Linked DNA regions of Mus musculus: region 2 is linked to region 1. Evidence: chromatin contacts called from public Hi-C data. All regions are on one chromosome and are shown on one strand. Each heading gives the region's core, a stretch centred on a gene start, on an enhancer-like site or on the middle of the called end of the contact. The rest is flanking DNA. Distances are from core to core; before and after follow the strand shown.

Region 1 (3,678 bases), core at 2-2,501:
CTCGGCAGGTCCTGTGAGAGAGGTAGGCTTTCCAAATTCTAGCAACTAGTCCCCTGCAAGAAACATTTACTAACAGAAACATAGCAGCTTCTCGCGAAGTAACCTGTAGTCCACATCCCAAGACCGGCCATAAGTGAAGCACCTTTAATAATTTTCAAATGGCTTGGTTAAGTGTGTCCACTGCTCTGAAAGTGTGATGAGATGTCTGACTCACAGTGGATGCTTCTTCTGTCTGGTTTTCAACTGCTCACGGTTGTACCTACATATCTAATTTTTTTCTCTGCAGACTATGTATAGTCAAACCCCTCAGAAAAATATAAAGGTACCTGATTTTCTCGTCCTCTCTTTTTGCCAGGAGAGGGATGAGTGTTGAAAACAGAATGAGGATTATGTAAACAGCCAGTCTGTAAAGACCCCTGCTCACAGAAAAACAAAGGCTAGCAAGCATAGCCATCAATCAACCCATGACTTTAAATCAATGGTTTAGTGACTACACTCATTGTCACTTATTTTCTATAATAAAACTAAAAATCAATATGGAAAAAAATATCGATGAGTTGCTCCATCAACCTCTCATGGTACAAATAGCATCTGTCCTTGAGGGACTCAACCTAACCATTACCATGCACTTCTCCTAAAGCCATGCACAGTTACTTGGTTTTCTTCAACCTTAAAAATAGTTCTAATTTAACCTAAAAGTTTAAAAGGACAAGGTAGGCATTTATAAACAGTGATTCAGTGATTTTGGTTGTTTTTTGTTGTTGTTGTTGTTGTTAATCTTAAATACATTAGCTTGTCAGCATGATTGCCAACACTAATACTAACAAAATAGCATAATTATACATTAATCCATGTACCAAAATACCATCATTATTATGTCAGAAATTAAACTAGAGAGGTCAATAGATTGCTTCACAACATGTAAACGTAGTCATTCCCCTTATAGGACTACTGAAATAACTGGGAATTAACATTTGAGCCTAGCTGATTTGTCATCCTTTAGCTTGTATGAGTATACTCTTTATAAATTCCTCTTTGCCTTCTCTTTACTAATTAGTTTGTTTATTTTGTTTTGGAAAACTGCCAAGAGAGAGGAACAAATGACATAGCTCACACAGTAAAATACAGTTAGGCACAATGTGAGATTAGCAGACGTCTGTGAATTAAAATTTGGTTTCAATTTTAATCACTCAAAAACATGCCAGTTATCCGGTGCCTCTTGGTTAAGTGCAGCTAGAGAAAGTGTGTAACTCTACTGCCAAATGAATTGCAAAAGCAGCCAGTTAAATATGCATGGTGTACCACCCTGTGGCAATATCCTGCTACTACTTCTGGCAAAATGAAAATAAAAATGTTAGAGCTTTCTGAGTCAGAAGAGAAGAAAGGGAATATTTATATCCTGCAGTAATTAGATGTAGAGATGGAAATCATATACAGATCTCAAATAAAAGTGTAATAGCAAGCATCATCACTAGGATTTAACATACAGTTTTGATTTATGGTTAGCTAGACATTCCTGCAGATCTCTTTGTCTCTAAGTTAGTCATTACTTGAGAATAAAATAGTGGTATCATATTATTTTTGTTCTGAACTAAAACAGCATATTGCAAGAAGATATTTCTCTTCTAGACTGATGTTTTATCCACATGACTCTGCATATCCTGAGAGCAAGAGTGTTATAAGATGGTTGCCAGGCTCAACACCACAGAATAATGTGCCTTCTGTCCAGGTCTCCGCTGTGCCCTAGTTCAGCAAAAACAAGATCGTCCCTGGACCTTTGAGTTTCAAATTCCAGAGGAAATGTTCAACTCTGTATCCTCTCCAGATACAATCACACCAAACTAGGTTGTTAATCATGAAAGTTCACTGTCAATTCGTGAAATAAAATCACACATATAAAGTTTCTGTTTTAACGTTAAAAATAAATTGTTAGAATGTGGTTCAGTCTATATATGCCACATCATAGAATGATACTGCAGTTATGCTTAATTCCACATTATGAAAGCAAAGAAAAATACATCACAAAAATCTCTGTGACTTACAGAGGAAGATAGTATTTTTCTATACATATTGATGATCTAAGAAAGGCTATTGCAGAAATGGTGTCTTGCATAGATATTAACTATTGCATTTTCTTTATGTGTTTTTTAATGTAATGAGTTTTGAAGGTTAGATCACATAAAAATTATTCTCAGAGATAATGTGAAATAAGAGCACTGGTGCCACCAGAGGTCCACTTCATACTTGTTTGTTAACATTCTAACAGATGGAGGGACAGATTTCAGAGCAATATAATTTGGCTCCCTGTCTGATTTTCATCGTTGATCACAATATGTGACTGCCTTTCAGCAAAACTCAGCACAGGTGTACACTTTAGGCTGAAACCAGGAATACTGCAGAAAGCAAATTTATCAAATCTAATGACAAGGGAGAAGGATATAGAGACGACAAAGTTGAAACTTTTTCCTTCCCTGCTGGGAAGAAATGTCTTGGAATTATCCTACGGAAGGACTCTCTTTTGATGTTCCAAATGATAAAATACTTTTTTGCAAATGTTAAAAGATGCTGCCTAATAGCATAACCTTCAAATGTCAGAATGTTGTCTTACATTTATTTGAAAGTTCTAGACTCCAACCTTGTGCATTTTCTATTTCTTGCCAAATTAAACATCAACTCTAATTATGAGGAATCATTTATGCTTTCAGTTGTCATTTATCAAGTTATCTTCACATTGAGACGTATTTGAAATGGCATACTGGGGCACTCAACTTCTATTACTTTACTACTATGCCATTCCTGACTCGTTTTGGACAACAGTAAAGGCTAATGAGCTGAAATTTTTTTCTACTCTGGGTTATAGTTCAAAATATATTTGACTAATTGTTGATTGTATATTTCTAAAAAGATGAGTTTTCAACTTAGTGTTCAAATTGAGCTATTTATAAATAAAAATGAAATTATTTCAAATATTATTATATAATAGAGTAGTTATGCACATTAATTAAGCCAAATAAACAAATAATAGTTTAGTCCTTTTATCTATATGATAGCAAAATAACAAAGCAATCTATAATGGATGTATCACTTTTATTGAATTATTTGTTGGTTTGCATGATTGAACAAAGGTTAGAAAAGGAAAACTAAGTTCAAGTATCACTTTAGATCTCACTGTGACCTCATAGCCATGCTTCAGTTGTTTCTTAGGAAGCTACTTCCAGGTATCTACATTGACTTCTGTCTCTTACAACATTGTTACATGGAGAAACTTTTATTTAATTTGAAATTTTGATAACAGAAAATAAAATAATATATTTTAAGATTACACTTTATATTTTCAGCTATTAGATCTATGAATAACAACAGGTGTAACAGGATAAATAAAACCATTTTGTTTTGAATTTATGAAATTCTTGGGCAAATGGATGTATCTAGAGGATATTATCCTGAGTGAGGTAACCCAATCACAAAAGAAGTCACTTGATATGCACTCACTGATAAGTGGATATTAGCCCAGAAACCTAGAATACCCAAGATACAATTTCTAAACCACATGAAACTCAAGAAGCAGGACTCCCAATGCGTGGATACTTCATTCCTCCCTAGAATAGGGAATAAAATACCCATGGAAGGAGTTGCAGAGACAAAGTTTGGAGCTAAGATGAAAGGATGGACCATCCA
Region 2 (3,583 bases), core at 1,027-3,526, 140 kb before region 1:
AAAAATAAGGAATCATGAAGAAAGGTGAATTGATACATGTCTGAAAGACATGGACTTGATCTGCCAACCATCAGGAGCTCCATCTTGCAAATGCTTTGAAAACACTCTCTTCAGATTAGAGGAATTCATTTTGTACTCTTGTAGCAGTAGATTATAATGATCGTTCCTCCAACATCTTATTCACCTGGCACACTTTCATTCTTTCCTATTCAATCTTTCCTTTTCTTTATGATGAAGCTCAATGGATACTCAAATCTATCAAACTCACCAGAACCTATCTATATAAAATGCATGTATAAAGCTCAGTTTGTTTCCTTCCATACTTTTAGTTTGTTCATATTTATAAGCACTTACATAAATTTTTAACTATCTAAATGTGTGTATGTGTGTGTGTCTTAACATGGGTATGTATACATTTGTGGGTGTTTGCATGAAGGTCAGAGGAAAATGTTAAACCCACTGGAGTCAGTACGTGGGTTATGAGAACTGAACGCAGGTCTTCTACAGAAAGAAAAATCATTTACCTCACTCAGTTTTCTATAGCCCTCACACCTTGTTCATATGTTCTGTTGTGCTGAAGTGCACCTGACTCTTAAAGTGTAAATTTCAGACTCTAAATTTGAATTCGGGATAGAGTAGTATGGTGAACAGTAGTCACTGTCAGCATTGTGGGATTTTGGAATCACCCATGTGGTACATCTCACGGGATGTCTCTGGGGGAGTTTCTAGGCAAGGCTAACTGAGGAGGGCCACACCATCTATTGGACTAGAGGTCTCAGAGTGAATCAGAAGTGGTAACTTGGGGGCTGGAGAGATAGCTCATCAGTTAAGAGCACTGATTTTTCTTCCAGAGGTCCTGAGTTCAATATCCACCAACCTCATGGTGGCTCACAACCATCTGTAATAGGAGTGTACTTCTGAATATAAAATTAATTCTTAAGGAAGAAGAAGAGGGAGAGAAGAAGCAGGGGGGAGGGGGAGGAGGAGGAGGAGGAGGAGGAGGAGGAGGAGGAGGAGGAGGAGGAGGAGGAGGAGGAGGAAATTTAGAAGAGCAGATGAGGGTTTCTGGTCTTAGAGATGTCTTAGTGCCATGCTTCTGCTACCTGGAACCCTGCTATGGCCTTTTCATCCTGAGAGTCAGTCTCCTCAAACAGTGAGGCAAAATAGATTCTTCCTCCAATAAGCTTCATTTTAATCATGTCAAATATTAACCAAAAAGTAGCTAATTCAATCACCTACCAAGTATATGACTTTAGGCAAGTTTATTATTCATTTTATTTGAGTTTACTTGTTGGGAAATGCCCCTAAATTATATAGGATTTATAAGATGAAAGCAATAACTCTAGGAGCATTATTAATTCCTATAACAAAATTTAGCGTAGAATGGGAATATAGTTCCGTCATAAAGTGTCTTAGTTCAGGTTTCTATTGCTGTAAAGAAACACCATGATAGCAAATCTTATAAGGGAAAACACTTAATTGGGGCTGGCTTTTAGGTCAGAGATTTAGTCAATTATCATGGTGGAAAGCAGGCAAGAGGTCAGGCACGTGCGGCACTGGAAAGGTAGCTAAGAGTTCTACACTGGGGATCCCCACAGGAAGGAGGAAGAAAACAGAGACACTGAAATCTCAAAGTAGGGGGTGCCCTACTGACAAACTTCCTCCAACTAAGCCACATTTACTCTAACAAGGCCTCCTGTCCTAGCAGTGGGACTCTCTGACTTCCTATGGTGACCACTGTGGAGCGATTTTCCATCACATGAAACCACTCAGGTTGAGCCACAGTACCACAAACCCAGGCAAAGAACAAGAAAAGAAACATCCCAAATTTCAGCTGCTGAAGGATTTAAGGACTGAAATTGGGTTCCTTGGTGTAGCCTGCTTACTTATCCTATGCAAGGATAAATTCAAAGACCAACATCACATTATAAATACCACAAAAAATGTCACGCAATTTAATTTAGTATAACTTTATGTCCTTTTAAAGATACATGGTGTGTCTTGAAATAGAGACAGAGCCTACTTGATTAGATAGCAATCACCAAAACAGACTTGAAGTAAGACAGACCAAACATGCTGTGAGTCCTGAATGAGTCTTGAAGAAAATGATACTAACACAGCCTTTTCTTCTTTGTGTTTTTGTCCTCTCCTGAAAGGGTGCTTTTGAGCTCAGGTCAGTCTTTTTTTGCTTTAATTGCCATCTGGACAGTTGGATCTCCTTGGTGCAGAAGCTAGTCTGCGTTGAGTCTAGGACTGCAGCAATCCAAATACTCTCTCTTTTTGTTAATGGGAATTCAGCTTCTTGACAGCTACATTTTTCAGCCCCACAGTCTCATACTGTGGTATTTCACTGGTTTCTCAGTAGCCTGCCCTGGGGGAACAGGGCCATTCTTTTGTTTGTCCTTGTGAAGAATTTCCTGCCTACCACTAATTTGCTGTGCTGTAAAAGCTACCTTATTTACAATTAAATGAAACTGAGTTAGTAATCCTAACTCAGTAGAGGACTTTGATAAAGCCCCTGGGAGTGTTGACATTGTCACCAGCTTTTATTTATTATTATTTTTTTTTTTTTGCTTTTGTTTTGGGATCTTTCCTTTTAATTCTTTGTGGAGATTTAACTGTTATCTCTTAGTTATACCTTTTTACTAAGAGAGAATTTTAAAAAGGTATAGTAAGACTCCTAGGAGCCTTAGCTCACCAGGGGCCCCGCTGAGTGAAGCACGTGGTGCCGGGATCGATGCAAAAAGAAAGAGGAATATATTGTTCCAGTGCACTGGGGTCATCCCAGACCCGAAGGAGAGGCGGTGACCACTAGCACTGGTCAGCGAGTTTTTATATGGTTTCCAGGGGGAGAATAGAGCATCAGCAATGGGGCACAATATGATTGGTGGAACAATGCACCCTTTAAACTGATTGGTCTTTAGGGGACGAGGTGACAAGTACTTCCCTTATCTGAAGGTAGGCAAGAGTCCATCCTGCGAAATGTTTCCCCACCTGCAGTCGGTTCCTCCCTGTTGTCTGAGAAATGTTAACCTGCCTCTCCCTCCCAGAGCAGCAAGTGTTTCACGACCTTCCCAAAGTTCCAAAGCTGACCTTTTCAGTATTTTGAAAGAGGCATTCAATTAGAAACAATAGAGAATTCTGAAAATAACCATGTGATTATTTTGAACAATGCAAAAGTAACTGTAACAGCAACAATGAACAAACACTGTGTTATATTGTGTGATTTTGTGCATCAAAAGACTGCCAAGCATACACGATAAGTACCGAAAAGAAGAAAGAGTTGAAAAAACCTGACTTTTGTTAGAGGGTTCAAAATTACAGTTGGCAACCCAACTTGGAAGGGCATGAATATTGTACAAGTGCTGAATGCATGCCTGAGCTAGGTTGGATCCATGGTTTTTCATTTTCTTGTGATGTCACAATTAGTAAGCTTGATGCTGCAGACAATAAGGACACTACTCTAGGCAAGTAATTGCTATGAGAATTAAAAGATAAAGACAAAATAGAATAAAAAATGAGGGAATGAAATCCAAAAAGTAGGAATGTAGCTAGACAAAGATTTTAGCTTTGTTGAGATTCA

The links. Hi-C and Micro-C count contacts between places; a contact is called where the count stands out from the background.
Region 2: a contact with region 1 is called in a Hi-C map of cortical glia, with 4 times the contacts expected there. The contact joins two enhancer-like sites. A contact is called at or near these places in 1 of 15 datasets of contacts at CTCF or cohesin (stem cell-derived epiblast-like cells), 20 of 484 Hi-C or Micro-C datasets (the AML12 cell line, the AtT-20 cell line, the C2C12 cell line and 13 more) and 2 of 115 datasets of contacts at active chromatin or transcription factors (extraembryonic endoderm stem cells and neural progenitor cells).

What each region holds. Positions count from the first base shown.
Region 1 is chr17:90,626,229-90,629,906 of GRCm38.p6, reverse strand. Nrxn1 (neurexin I) reads left to right here. Exons shown (of 23, transcript NM_020252.3): 10 at 1-22. Among named protein-coding and RNA genes, the nearest start is that of Gm32337, 170 kb to the right of the region's middle. Within about 2 kb of position 1,251, at least 33 of the 459 cell types and tissues checked have an H3K27ac peak or open chromatin away from gene starts, as enhancers often do. A contact at or near this core is called in cortical glia and neural progenitor cells, where this site is marked.
Region 2 is chr17:90,767,119-90,770,701 of GRCm38.p6, reverse strand. All of the region lies in intron 5 of Nrxn1 (neurexin I), which reads left to right. Among named protein-coding and RNA genes, the nearest start is that of 4930480K15Rik, 92 kb to the left of the region's middle. Within about 2 kb of position 2,276, at least 36 of the 459 cell types and tissues checked have an H3K27ac peak or open chromatin away from gene starts, as enhancers often do. A contact at or near this core is called in cortical glia and neural progenitor cells, where this site is marked.